Regions from separate parts of the Mus musculus genome. Here regions 1 and 2 are each linked to region 3. A link is a contact called in public HiChIP or PLAC-seq data. All regions are on one chromosome and are shown on one strand. Each heading gives the region's core, a stretch centred on a gene start, on an enhancer-like site or on the middle of the called end of the contact. The rest is flanking DNA. Distances are from core to core; before and after follow the strand shown.

Region 1 (4,013 bases), core at 1,306-3,805, 490 kb after region 3:
AATTTACTATTTGAATGGGATAACAATGCGGCGAAAAGGAAGATTATTAAAATGGGTGTGTAACCCCCTCGCTGTAGCTCAGCACAGCAACTGTCACACAAAACAGCTGATGTGCGGCGTTAATGACATTCAGAGAGAGACAAGGCTGGTGCGGGGAGGTCTGGTCTTCAGTCTGCAGAGAGGAGCTGAGCAATCAGGGGCTATGAAGCCCTCTTCCTCTTCCATAGATGATCACTTCCTACCAAGTCATGGAAATACTCCAAGTTTTCTGAATGCCAAAGGGAACTTTTTCTTCTTTTAAAAGTTTTACACTTTAAACTTACATTCATGCCAGGCATGGTGGTGCACGCCTTTAATCCCAGCTCTTGGGAGGCAGAGGCAGGCGGATTTCTGAGTTCGAGGCCAGCCTGGTCTACAAAGTGAGTTCCAGGACAGCCAGGGCTATACAGAGAAACCCTGTCTCGAAAAAACAAAACAAAACAACAACAAAAAACTTACATTCATGCCCAGGACTAAGCCCAGTGGCAGGTGCACAGTCTAAGCACCACCATTACAATCAGGACAGAACAGCCCTGACGCACCCAAGCTCCCTCTGTTGCCCTTGGCCACCAAGGCTTGGCACCTCCCCTAATACAGGGCCAAAGGCTGACAAGTCCTTGTTTTGATGCCATTCCAGGGAAAATACGGGTAAAATGAGAAAACAGTCACTCAATACTTAGAGATTTCGTTAAATTGGTATCGTTTCTGAAGCATTGAAATAAAGTTGTGATGTGAGTCTCTTCACTTCCAATCGGCATGACCCCTTGGCTATATTCCCAAATTCTCAGGCCTTGGATTCCACATCTGTTAAGTTAGCCTGAGGAAGGAGCTAAATGGTTCTGCCCCTTCGGTTCCACAATACTGACCAAAACCTCAAGGCCCAGGCCAGGAAACTGTGATGACCCACCAGCTGTAGCATTTCCCAGAAGCCTCTGACAATTCAGTCACAGGGCAGAAGAACCAAGGTTTCTAGGAAGACTGTGTTCCACATCCCTTCCAAAGAAAAAAAAAACAGCTCCCTGGAATCTGTACAGTCAGGGGCAGGTCTCAGCAATGAGGAAGCTGCCATCCAATGTGGGAAAGTAAACCAAGTGTCTTTTTTTTTTTTTTTTTTTGAGCATTTGGTAAACTCATAAACACTAGTAGTGGAGTTGAAAATGTACTGCGATCTCGGGAGGGGGGGGATGAGTATGTGGGATGTGTCCCAGGGCAGAAAGCCCTTCCTAGGACACTAACAGTGGGGTATGGGAAATCCTAGCCAGCTTTCCATTGCTGTGACGAATTACCTGAGAGAAACCACTTCCAGGGAAGAAAGGGTCGTTTGGCTCATTATCCCAGAGGTTTTGTATCATGGTCCCTGGGCCCTTATTGCCTTTAGGCCTGTAGCAGGTCAGTGACAAAGGCAGGCACAGCCCCTGTAACTTAACTTCCCTCTACTGGGGTAAGCTACCGAAAGCCCTAGCAGCTGCCAACCAAGCAGGAGTGTTGGGGCAGCAGCAGGCAACTGGAGCTCCAGGCAGACACAGTGCACTAAGGCAGTAGAGTCCTCATCACAGGCTGTGCAGAGCAGTAGCAGGCATGCGCGCTAAAACCCACTGAAAGCCTGCCTGGCAACCCCAACTTCTCTGCTGTGTTTGCACCTGGTGATGCGGTAAGTCACAGTGAGTCAGGAGTGAGGGAACAGCAGTTCCTCCCTTGTCCCGTTCTGTAGGAAGACAGTTCGCAGCCGGGACTGGGAAAAGAAGCGGGGATGGGAGTTAGCCTGTGTGAGCTGGGACTGCAGGCTAGAGAGCGAGAAGTGTAAGCGGAACCAAGATCAACCGAGATAGCTTCTCCTTTATGGCACACTCCTCCTTCTTCCCAGGGGACTCCATTTGGTAGAGGAGGACCATGCTATCAGTTGTCAGTGTGGGCCTTCATCTGGGTCTTCTCACTTCCTCAGAGGCCTGGAGCCCACCAACACTGAGCCCCTTCAAAGGGCCACATCTCCATAAGTAACTGTCTCCCTTTGGGGAGATGTTTGCATATCAAAGCACTCCTTTGGGAGAGTTTAAACTAATTTCAAATGAAACTGTAAATAGTCTAGATTTCAGGTCTGGCGGAAGTGATGTCACGATTCTTAAAGAGTTCATGGGTCCTTTCGGTCCTTTCTCTTTTCATTCTTTCTTTCTTTCTTTTTCTTTTTTAAGGTAATGGGTTGGAAAGAAGAGACATGACAAAGGCTGCCTCCCCCGTCCTGGCCCCAACCGCTGCCCAAGGATTTGGCCTCCATTGTCCTGGAGTTTCAATGCTGCTCTGAAAATAAAAGCTTTTCAATGCTGGGAGGTGGGGAGCGAATGAGCATCTCACTGCCCAGGCAGCTGGAGCCCCCTCTCCTCCAGGCCTTTGCCTGGGTCTTAGGCCCGGCTCACAAAGGGGGTGGTTCCTGTTCCGGGAAGGGGCTGGGCCTTGGGGGGTGGGGGGAGTGAAAAGCTAATGGGCTTTTGTGTTCCAGCTCCAAGCTCCCTGCTTCTGTTTACTGCGCCTCACCGAGGCCTGAGAAGGACAAATCTTGCGAAATTTGAGGGATCTGTGCCCCCGGTTCCTGGAAAAGAAAAGAAACCTTAAAATCATTAGAAAGGCAGAAGTTTTTCTGGCAGGCAGACTTTGTAGAAAGCAGAAGCAAAAGCAAAAAAGGAGGCCCAGACAGTGGGGAGGGCAGCTGGAGTTCCAGAAAGAACTGAATGGTCCAGAATCCTACTTGTAGAGTCCCACCACAAGATGATTGGTCCCAAGAGTCAGGAGTGCAGATCCAGCCCTGTGCCTTCACCTTCATACTGGATCCAGGCTTAGGCAGTTTACTCTGTGTGTGTGTGTGTGTGTGTGTGTGTGTGTGTGTGTGTGTGTATACAGACTCACTCAAGAGCCAATGGAAAATGACGAGTAAGACCCCACCCCATCTGTCTCCAAAAATTCAGGGAGGGTCAAAAAGCCATTCTCTACACAGTGGCCCACTAGCCTAAGAAAGCCTGGACTTCTGTTCCCATCCTGCCTTGCATCAGACTGGGACCTTGAACCAACCATACCAAGCCTTGGACTCAGTTTTTCCAATGAATACAAATAAATGCATTTGAACCAGTGAAACCACTCAGAAGGTGAAAGCATTTGCTCCCAAACTCCATGACCTGAGTTTGGTTCCCAGAGCGGAAGGTAGAAGGAGAGAACTGAGTCCCAGAAGTTGTCCTCACAACAACACAAGCAGGAACATGCGGGCACCTACACATAAGCAACAACAACAACAACAACAATACACTAACTTTTTAATAGAGTTAACAGATCAGCTTACAGGTTGTGTAAAGCAACCCTTACAATTACCTTCCCCTGTAGCCAGCATTAAGTTGGACAGAGCCACTGGAAGATAAGTAGGAACCATCCGCACTTGATGGTGAACACTTACAAGATGCTCCTCAGGGGCAGAGCACAGACCTCAGGATACGTAATCAGGGCGAGTCCAGTGTCAAATATGCCTTAACCTAGGCACCTGACTGTAAGCTGTTTGGTTGAAGTACAAAGAGAAGTGGTCCAGATCTTGCGGGATATTTTTTTTTTCACTTCTGTGAAACAGAAATGTTTGTCCTTCCATTTACTTAACTTACTTCCTTCCTTTCTCCTTTCCCTCCTCCTCCTCCTCCTCCTCCTCCTCCTCCTCCTCCTCCTCCTCCTCCTCCAACATAGTTTGAAAGTGAATGAGCTTTGAAAAGCAACAGAAGTCTTTCAAGGATGGGAGAGGTTGGTCTGTCTGCTCTCATTCCTTCTGCTGATTCCTAGCTCCGGGGTGAGGGAGCAGACACTGCACAGGTTCAGTTCTCAAGTTCAATGTCTTGTTTAAGAGTCCTGATTCCCTGCATCCCCTCTCACTGCATACACTCTCTTCTGCGGCCCACCAAGGGCACAAAGATAACTGAGACAGGACCCAGGATGAGGCAGCAGACAAG
Region 2 (4,135 bases), core at 820-3,319, 370 kb after region 3:
GGTTTTCAAAGCAGGTGCAGTCTTTCTCTGTCTCCCTCTCTCCTCCTCCCCCTCCCCCTTCCCCTCCTCCCTCCCCTCCCTCTCCCTCTCCCCCTCCCCTTCTCCCTCTGCTCTCTGCCTGGGGATCAGAATGCAGCTTTAGGTGCTGCTCCAATACCACACATGCTGCCATGCTACCACCATGATGACAATGGATTCAACCTGAGGCACTGTAAGCCAGCCCCAATGAAATGATTTCTGTTTTAAGAGTTGCCTTGGTCATGGTGTCTCCTCAACAGCAACAGAGCAGTGACTAAGACAGAGGGTCATAAGAATAAGAAAAGGAAGAAAGAGCAACTTGTTGGAGCCAAGGAGAGGGAACAGAAGAGACATAGCACCGTGCTAGGGAATGCAGAGTGGGGACCAGAGAAATGGGCATGGCCCTGGCCTCATGCCTCCAGCCTCCCAGCCTTTCCTTTAGGATATGCTGGCTTGCACAGAAGAAGCCTTTGTAGCTGATAATACTGTGATTCACTAGGACATCCTACAGTCTGGTCTTCACAGAAGGTATTTCCAATGCCACACAATAAAAAACAAAACAACCAAAAAACCCCCAAAAACAACAAACCCAAAAAAACTATGTTCTGGGTGCCTTCTTCCCTCAGCCCACAAGATTGAATGGGAGCTCAATTTCTGTCAGGCCAATAAATGAAGCCCAAATATGGTTCTTTAGACAAGCACACATGTGTTCAGTCCCAATCTTAAGTTCGGGGGGTGGGGGGGGTGGGGGGGGCTGGGGGACACACACAAATGACACACATTCAAGTATTTGAGGAGCTAAATGAAACTTAAATAGGTTTCCCTCTGTATTAGAAGCCCTGTAACCTACTTATATATGAATATTCTTCACGTCCTATATAAGGCACCAAAAGTGCCATATTCCTGTCCTTTGTCTCAGGGAAGCACGAGGTGTCCCTCTATCACGTGCTCATACATCCATGTAAACCAATGGAACCTTCTCTTGCTGTGGCCTCTAGTTGGCAAGGCACATGGCCATTCCTTGCACTGGGAACTTAAGGAAGACAGAAGCCCAAAGGTATGGTCCTCCTGTCTTTAATACGCTAAACTCACTGAGATTGGGCTCAGGAGGCAGAAGCAGGAGGAGGAGGAGGACGCTTACGGCCCTGAAGGAACAGCTCGTGTGGTTGCTCCTCTCTGCAGAGGCAGAGGTGTGCACTTCTTCAAGCTCCTGAGTCTACAGGAGGCCAAACCTCAGAGGGGACACGTGGAAGGGACAGGTGGCTTTAGCTGGGTGTAGGTCCTGTACGTTTTAGGATTCAAAAGTAAGGAAGACATTCCATGGGTCTAGAGGGCCCTTCCCTCTCCATGCCACTGCAGGCCTAATAGCCACAGCCATTTTGGCATGGCTGTATAAACCATGCACTGGGGCACCACAGGAGAATCAGTTGTGAATGGTGCTGGTGTGCAGCCCTGTGTGGAAGGGGTGGCTTTCTCCACTACACACAGGGAGGCTATATGAACTAGCAATAGCCTGCAGGTACTTACCCATCTCCCATCTCTGGCTTTTCTCTCACTCCATAGAATATGGGTTTATATGGAAATGGCTTAAAGAGAGAAGAGAAACAGAATCTCTATGGTACGCCCATCTCTGCAAGCAAAATCTCAGTCTCCAGAGAACAGCACTCAAAGCTGTGATCACCCATTCTTACATCCAAAGCCGGGGCACATGCTGCCACCATGGTCTTTCTGAGTCCTGGGAACACGCCTTACATGAGCAGTGTCTCTTGTAGACGCTGCACAGTGGGTTAGCTGAGGCATCCTCTGTTCTCACTCATGAGAAGGTAGACAAGGTAGACAGAGAAGGATCCACGTGGGTAAGGCTGAAGGCATTGTGATTCCACGGCAGAGAGCCTGCGGCAGGATTCAGTGGACAGATATCTCCTTGAAAGCCATTGTGTGTCAGGAAGGCATCACTTTCCATTGTTCTGAGGCACACACAGGCACTGTTCATCCAAGGATCCCATGGCGGATGCCACATCCTGTTTTAACAGCAGCAAGACCTCTGGTCTTTGACCCATGCAAATCTCAATTAGCTGAAATTACTCAACTGTATCCAGGCTCTGTCTTCCTTCAAACACCTAATTGTGTGAAAGCAACATTCCAGCGAGCCACAGCCCCCACTTCCACGATCTGACCTTCCCATCCCAGCCTCTCTCCAACGCTCTCTGTAGAGTTTGTTTCTTCTTTTAATGAACTGTGCCAATCATTAAGGAACTCCCACTGCAGCGTGATTACTCTCGGTGAACCTTCACTCATTAGCCAGTGAGCCAAGCAAATGTCCTCGTTTATAGCTGCTTCCAGCTCACAAGTCCAGCCAGGCACTGCAGCATCCCATCAGCCTCTCTGACTACCCTGCTGAGAAAACACTCAGGCAAGAGCTCAGGAAATATAAAGGGATGTTAATGTGGTACCAAGTAGCAGTGAATAAACCTGCAACGTGATTATTACACATTGGTTTCTTCACTCAGGGTCTCTAGTCCCCAGCCTCTGTGGATATGTAATTAGGGAGTCACACTCCAGAGAGGCATTTGGGTTCCAAATGGTGACCTCTTTGAGAGACACACTCTCTTTTTGCTGATTTGATTATATATCCCGTGTCAATCACAGCTATGTCAGCGTGGGCAGGAAGTTAAACAAGATTTGAAAATGAACTGGAATCTCATTACTGTGATTTGCTTGGCCTAAAAGGACATCCTCCTAGAAATTGTGGAAAGTGACCTCGAGGAGGACAGCATCAAAACAGAGACCTGGGATGTGACTGGCATCCATCCTAGAGGAAGCAAGACCTCCTAGAACTTGGCTGAGAGCATCTTCCAGATTAGTCCACTCTGAAGCAATACAGGCAGGATAAGAGCCAGACATCTCAACCCTTCTGGGAAAAATATTTAAAAATTTTAATTATCTTCACAGGAAACAAACAAGAAGAAATGAGCTGGGCAGAGTGGCACACGCATTTAATCCCAGCACTGCAGAGGCAGAGGCAGAGGCAGGCAGATTTCTGAGTTCTGGCCTACACAGTGAGTTTCAGGACAGCCAGGGCTACATAGTTTGACCCTATCTCTAAGAAGGGGGGAAAGGGTTATGAAGGAGATACACTCTTGTTATGTCACCCCCCCCAATCTTGTGTGTGTGTGTGTGTGTGTGTGTGTGTGTGTGTGTGTCCAAATTCCTTCTTTTTTCCATTGTTGTCCCTATTCTCTGGTTAAATGCTATGTAATTAAGAAACCTGTGGGTAATCTGTCTTAGGTTTGGATTCTGGATTTATAAGACATATCCTTGTCCAGTTGATCACAATATTACTTTTCTTGTGGATATGACCAAATACCTAATAAGAGGCAACTTGAGGATGAAGTTGTACTCCAGCTTACAGTTTGAACATATAATCTATCATAAAGGAAGAAATGGAATAGCTCTGAGGATCCGAAGTGGCAGGAGTGGCAGCTGGAAGTCCTTACCTGGCTTCTTACAGGAGCAGGATGCAGACCATAGACAGGAAGTCAGGCCAAGGCTGTAAAACCGCCAGTAGTCCATTTCCTCCATAAGGCTCCGCCTCCTAACTGCTCGACAATCTTCTACACATTTTACATGGGTCCAGGAAACCCAGAATGGAAATGTGAAAATTTTCTAGAGTAAATGTGATGCTATGAGAGGAGCCCTCTTCAGCAGTTCAACCCTTAGCATCACTCAGTTCAGAAAATGACCTACCTCTGGAAATCAGCAAGAGCCTACAGAACAGCAGGGGAGAAAGAATCCAAGAGCCAGAGCTGGAAGGCGTTTCTGTGTGGAGCATCTTTGGTTCCTTGGCACTTTGGCCTTTTAAGTCTTCAGACCTGCTTCTAGGATACCACAGAAGAGCATCATCACCTTCCTCAGGGCTCTGTTAGAAACACAGTCTCAGGTCCATACGCAGGCTCCTCTTGGTAAAAGTGTGAGTCTTCTGCACACGGGAGACTAAGAAACACTAGTGAGATGAGAGAACACAGCATCCCCAGGCCACTGGCAAAATAAATGCTCTAGACAGGCAGAGGTGATGGGAAAGCGTGCCTAGATGATGGGCAAAGAAGAGTAAGGAGTG
Region 3 (4,523 bases), core at 1,838-4,337:
CATTCAGAGAGGGGACTCTGGTATCATGGCTCTTTACTGTCCTTGGATGGTGACACATGACAGATCTACTACCCAGGTGTGTTATTCCTCTGTCACACTGGCAGTAGAATAGAAATCATCACCATCTCAACAGCAGCAGGCTCTTAAGAGGAAGTATGCAAGGTGTGTCCTCTGGGCATCCATGACATAGTGTGGCCGTGCATGTTTGTGTATGTATCCATATGACTGTGTGTGCAGGTGGGTTTGCTTGTATCTGTGCATGTGTGTAGACATTAGAGATCATGCCTCAGATGCCAGCCACTCTGTGATTCTTCAGAAAGGAGCACTTGCCACACTGCCCACTGTGTGCCTGCCCCTCTCAACATGCATCTGCCCCTTGGGGTCTGCCATCAGTAACACTACATTCCTGGCACAGAGGGGTGTAATTCCTGCTTGCTACATAGTGAACTAATTGATGCCAAGCAAGGGAAACACCAGGTGAGAGTTCAAGGTTGGCACCACAAGGGATGTGGGATTTATGTCAGTCTTATATGCTGGATAGAAATGAGGACCATGGTCGCTCACATGGTTCCTAGCAAATTATCTGCCCATACCTTACCTCACAATTACTCTGCCTTAACCATCAAATGAGAGAATGAATATGGCCATTTTACAGTCTTCCTGGGAACCGGGGACAGTTTTTTGTTTGACTTAGAGTCTCTTTCAATGCACAGAGACCCTCCCTTTAAAACTATCACCGGATGTAGCCAAATCGGTTGTCCCTGAAGTGATGACCTGGAAGCGTGCTCCCCTCTTCAGCTCTTACTGGAGCCAGTGTTCAAATCTCAAATCCATCCACTCATGTGATGAGCAACCACCCCTCATGCCTGTGTACAGTGCTGGGTAAGATACTTTGGCTTAGTCTCCACCCTCAGGAGGCTTGAAAACCATGGAGTTTGTGTTGGTTTTCTCAGCCTCCCTCCTGGATTTCGCTTCACTGCTGTGATGACTGGATGAAGGCAATGGAGCTGGGCTACAAGAGCTTCTTATCTAGAATGCCCCCAGCTAAAGTCAGTAAACTCCATTCTGTGTCTGAAGCCGGAAGCACCGGCTCTTTCCTTTCTACACTCAAACTTTTAGTATGTGGCCAAGTAGAACAAGCTGGCCCGCCTTTGCTTTCATGGATCACCTTTGAATGTGACTCTTCCCAGCCTCCTAAAGAGGGGCCTGTGATGAGAGGGTCTATAGAGGTCTAGAACGGTGGAGTGTGGCAGAAACACAGGCTTAAGCCCCTGGCTCCAGCTCCTATTCTGGGTACTCTCACTCCCGGGGCCACAAGAATGTATTTGCCCCTTCCATTCCTTCAGAACAAGTCTTGACATTTCTCATCTAACAGATCAGATTCCTTGTTTATACTATAACGCTGAACCAATATTTATCATTCTAATTTCCCAAGGATCCTATCAAAAGCATCTTTACAGTCAGTATAGGCACTCTTTCCAAACGTATCTTCTATCTCTACGGTTTTCTAAGACAAACCAAAATTATCTGTGTCTTCCTTCTTCTCCAACAAACCTCCACTTCTAATTTAGTCACCTCTGTGATATCCTCTTTTCTTTTTTAAAAAGGCTTATTCATTTTATTTATATGAGCGTACAGTAGCTGTCTGCAGACAATACCAGAAGAGGGCATCAGATCTCATTATAGATGGTTATGAGCCACCATGTTGCTGGGAATTGAACTTGGGGCCTCTGGAAGAGCAATCGGTGATCTTAATAGACTAAGCTCTCTCTCCAGCCCTGTGATATCTTCTTGAACAATGGTGACTTTATCCTGTTTTGTCATCTCTCATGTGACTTCCCAACAGCACAAACTCAAATGCTGTATTACCACTACCACGTAAGCGGATTATGGACCTAGATTTTTAGCCAGTGTCTCTGCTGGCACCATCTTCCTGTGACAAACCATTCAGTGATCTATCTCTTAATTTAACTTCTGGAAACCCTGCTTTCTCAACCTCAGAGTCAACAGTGCAACCCCCAAGCCACACCCTATTCCAGATGTGAACACTGTCACCTCATACACCGTTTTACTCAGTCCCTACTTTCTGGGCTTGCCTGTCCCCGCCTAAGTGTCTGCACTAAATCCTTTGGACGTGCTGGCTTTATGTCACTCTTCCTTGTTTCCAAGTGTTCTTCAAATTGTAACCTTGTCTGTCTTTTTCTCTGGTATTCAAAACTCTGGCAATCTATAAAACAGAAGCCAGCACTTGCCTTCTTCAGTATTTATGTGTCCTGGTCTTGTTGCTCCCAAGAGAGTAGAGTAGAGCAAGCTCACATGGCCCTTCAGGTGTATATATATTCATTTCATGCTTTGAGGTCCGTTTTACTTTGGACTCTGGAAATGTCCCCCACTGCCTGGAAGATGACATCCTTGCCTAGGATCCAGCTGCCGAATTTCCCCTCTGCCTTAATTCTATTTCCAGCCCCAGTGGGCCAGTCTCTTCCTCAGCCCTCCATCTTTCTTCCTGACCTCACAGTGACTAGGCCACAGAAGAGCAATACACAGTAACGACTACTAATATTTATTTAGGTTAACAGTGTGTGTGTGTGTGTGTGTGTGTGTGTGTGTGTGTGTGGACTGCTGCAAGCAATTTCTCTCATTTAATCGTCCCCAAACAAACAAAACAAACAAAACAAAACAAAGAGAGGCACCCTCCCCTCCCTTTAGGTCTGAGGTGGGTAAATGTTTTTTAGAAGGAAGCCTCAGAGAGCCCCGGCTACTTCCATGGAAACAAAGGCTGTTTTCAAACACCGTTAAGAAACTGTTTCTATCTTGGGCTTTCAATGACCCGGATTGTACATGTGTGGAGCCGGGAAGAAAGAAAGGAAAGAGGGATAAAAAAAAAAGTGCCACGGGAAGCTCTTCGTTTAATGCATTGGTTAATTAATCAATTAATTTTGGGTTATGCACAGGCACTTTCTTCTCCGAAATGTGGAAAAAGCGGGGCTTTGTGTGTGTCCCGGGAGCTCTCTGAAGCTGGAAGGTGCCACACAGGCCTCCGGCTTGGCTTCCCCTTTTCTCCCCAAGGCCCATCCTTAGGTATTTCAGTGTTGAATAAACAGGCCTGGAGTTGTGTGCCCAGTTCAGGACACCCTGCTGCGAGCATGTCCTTAATACCAACAATGCCACGCTTTTATTCCAAACTGACCCCACTGACCCCCAAAAGTTTGTTCCCTCAACTGGGTCTCCTTGGCCCTTTCATTCCCCTGAATTCCCTACACAAAGCCCTTGTCACATCCACAGTCCTCTCGAAACTAAACTGGGATGGGAAGAGAGGGGGAGTGGAAAAGAAGTTGAAAATAGCCAAACCTTGATCCTCCACCTAAAAGAGACTGAAGACATTAGCATGTTAAACCGTCTGCGCGGCTCGGCTTCCTCACCCACCCCCACCCTCACTGGAGCGCATTCTTTTCGAAAATCCTGAGAATTGGGGCCCAAGTCTCCGTCTGAAGGAGCGACAGGTCAGTGCAGATAAGAGACCCCACTGCGACAAAAGCTCTCCTTTACATCCGTGATTGTCGCAAGTTTCGAGGAAAACATTTACATTCCGAAAGGAAGGCTCTGGTTTTCAGTAGAGGAAAAAAAGATACTTGGGGCGTCGGAGTCGCTTTCCGACCCCTCCCCCAGCTTGTTTGTTTATCTTTGATCTTCAGGGGCAGTATTTCAAGGAAGAACAGCATCACTAGCTATGGGGAAAAAATGTGTTTTCTGCTTGTTTTTTTTTTTCTTTTTTTCTTTTTAATCTTTTAATTATCCAGTTCCTCTCTGCCACACACCCACCATGCGTGGAAAGTGCCGGCAACGCTGAGATGGAGCGACTTCAAAAAGGACTCTGACCTCCGTGGCCTGTTCCTTGCTTTCTGTTTTACTTTCTTCTGGCTCAGTGCAATGAGAGTCCGCCAGTACGAGAAAAGCAGAATACAGTTAAGTTTTTCCTCGAGTCTCAAGGAGTTCAACGCATGCATTATCTCGTTTGCTTCGATAGATTTATTTTAATCTCCCATCATGCATTAGCTCCTACAACCCTTTGACGCCAAGAGTCGCCTCTGAAGACATACAGTGACAATGAGAAGCCTTGTGATGTTTTGAGGATTCATGGGGATATTATGAATTGAAGACATCCCAGTTGGCAGGAAATTCACATGGATTTAACTATTTTAAAGAGAACAAGCGACAGGCAATTAGCATATTCACAACATTGTCAAACAGTGTTCTATTTAGTTCCAAAATATTTTCACCACCTCCAAATAAAATTATAGAACCATCAAAGAGTTGATCCTCACTGCTTCTTGTACCAGTTCCATGGCTTTAACAGTCCAGGACATTTCACAAGAGTGGCACCGGGCCTCTTCCTGTCCTGATTCACTGACACAGCAAGTGCTCTTGAGATTCCTTTGTGATGTAGAACGTATCTGCATTTCACTGTTTTATACAGTGCTGCAGTTTAAATCCGAGATGTCCCTTATGAGCCCACAGTTAGA

What was found. HiChIP or PLAC-seq counts read pairs in DNA pulled down with a chosen protein or histone mark.
Region 1: a contact with region 3 is called in an H3K27ac HiChIP or PLAC-seq map of differentiating embryonic stem cells, with 9 times the contacts expected there. The contact joins two enhancer-like sites. A contact is called at or near these places in 1 of 39 promoter capture datasets (embryonic stem cells), 16 of 484 Hi-C or Micro-C datasets (Sertoli cells, cerebellar granule neurons, colorectal tumor organoids and 10 more), 11 of 115 datasets of contacts at active chromatin or transcription factors (differentiating embryonic stem cells, embryonic basal ganglia, embryonic forebrain and 6 more) and 1 of 9 other capture datasets (embryonic stem cells).
Region 2: an H3K27ac HiChIP or PLAC-seq map of stem cell-derived anterior neural progenitor cells shows a contact between it and region 3, with 14 times the contacts expected there. The contact joins two enhancer-like sites. A contact is called at or near these places in 1 of 15 datasets of contacts at CTCF or cohesin (stem cell-derived epiblast-like cells), 30 of 484 Hi-C or Micro-C datasets (the N1E-115 cell line, adipose-derived mesenchymal stem cells, cerebellum and 12 more), 6 of 115 datasets of contacts at active chromatin or transcription factors (craniofacial prominence, differentiating embryonic stem cells, embryonic fibroblasts and 2 more) and 2 of 9 other capture datasets (embryonic stem cells and embryonic tail).

What each region holds. Positions count from the first base shown.
Region 1 is chr11:63,896,241-63,900,253 of GRCm38.p6, forward strand. The region is part of intron 1 of Hs3st3b1 (heparan sulfate (glucosamine) 3-O-sulfotransferase 3B1); the gene reads right to left. Among named protein-coding and RNA genes, the nearest start is that of Hs3st3b1, 24 kb to the right of the region's middle. Within about 2 kb of position 2,556, at least 62 of the 459 cell types and tissues checked have an H3K27ac peak or open chromatin away from gene starts, as enhancers often do. A contact at or near this core is called in differentiating embryonic stem cells, embryonic stem cells, ganglionic eminence and 4 more, where this site is marked.
Region 2 is chr11:63,783,337-63,787,471 of GRCm38.p6, forward strand. No RefSeq gene overlaps it. Among named protein-coding and RNA genes, the nearest start is that of Hs3st3b1, 140 kb to the right of the region's middle. Within about 2 kb of position 2,070, at least 10 of the 459 cell types and tissues checked have an H3K27ac peak or open chromatin away from gene starts, as enhancers often do. A contact at or near this core is called in stem cell-derived anterior neural progenitor cells, where this site is marked.
Region 3 is chr11:63,409,379-63,413,901 of GRCm38.p6, forward strand. No RefSeq gene overlaps it. Among named protein-coding and RNA genes, the nearest start is that of Gm40016, 52 kb to the right of the region's middle. Within about 2 kb of position 3,088, at least 45 of the 459 cell types and tissues checked have an H3K27ac peak or open chromatin away from gene starts, as enhancers often do. A contact at or near this core is called in differentiating embryonic stem cells, embryonic stem cells, ganglionic eminence and 4 more, where this site is marked.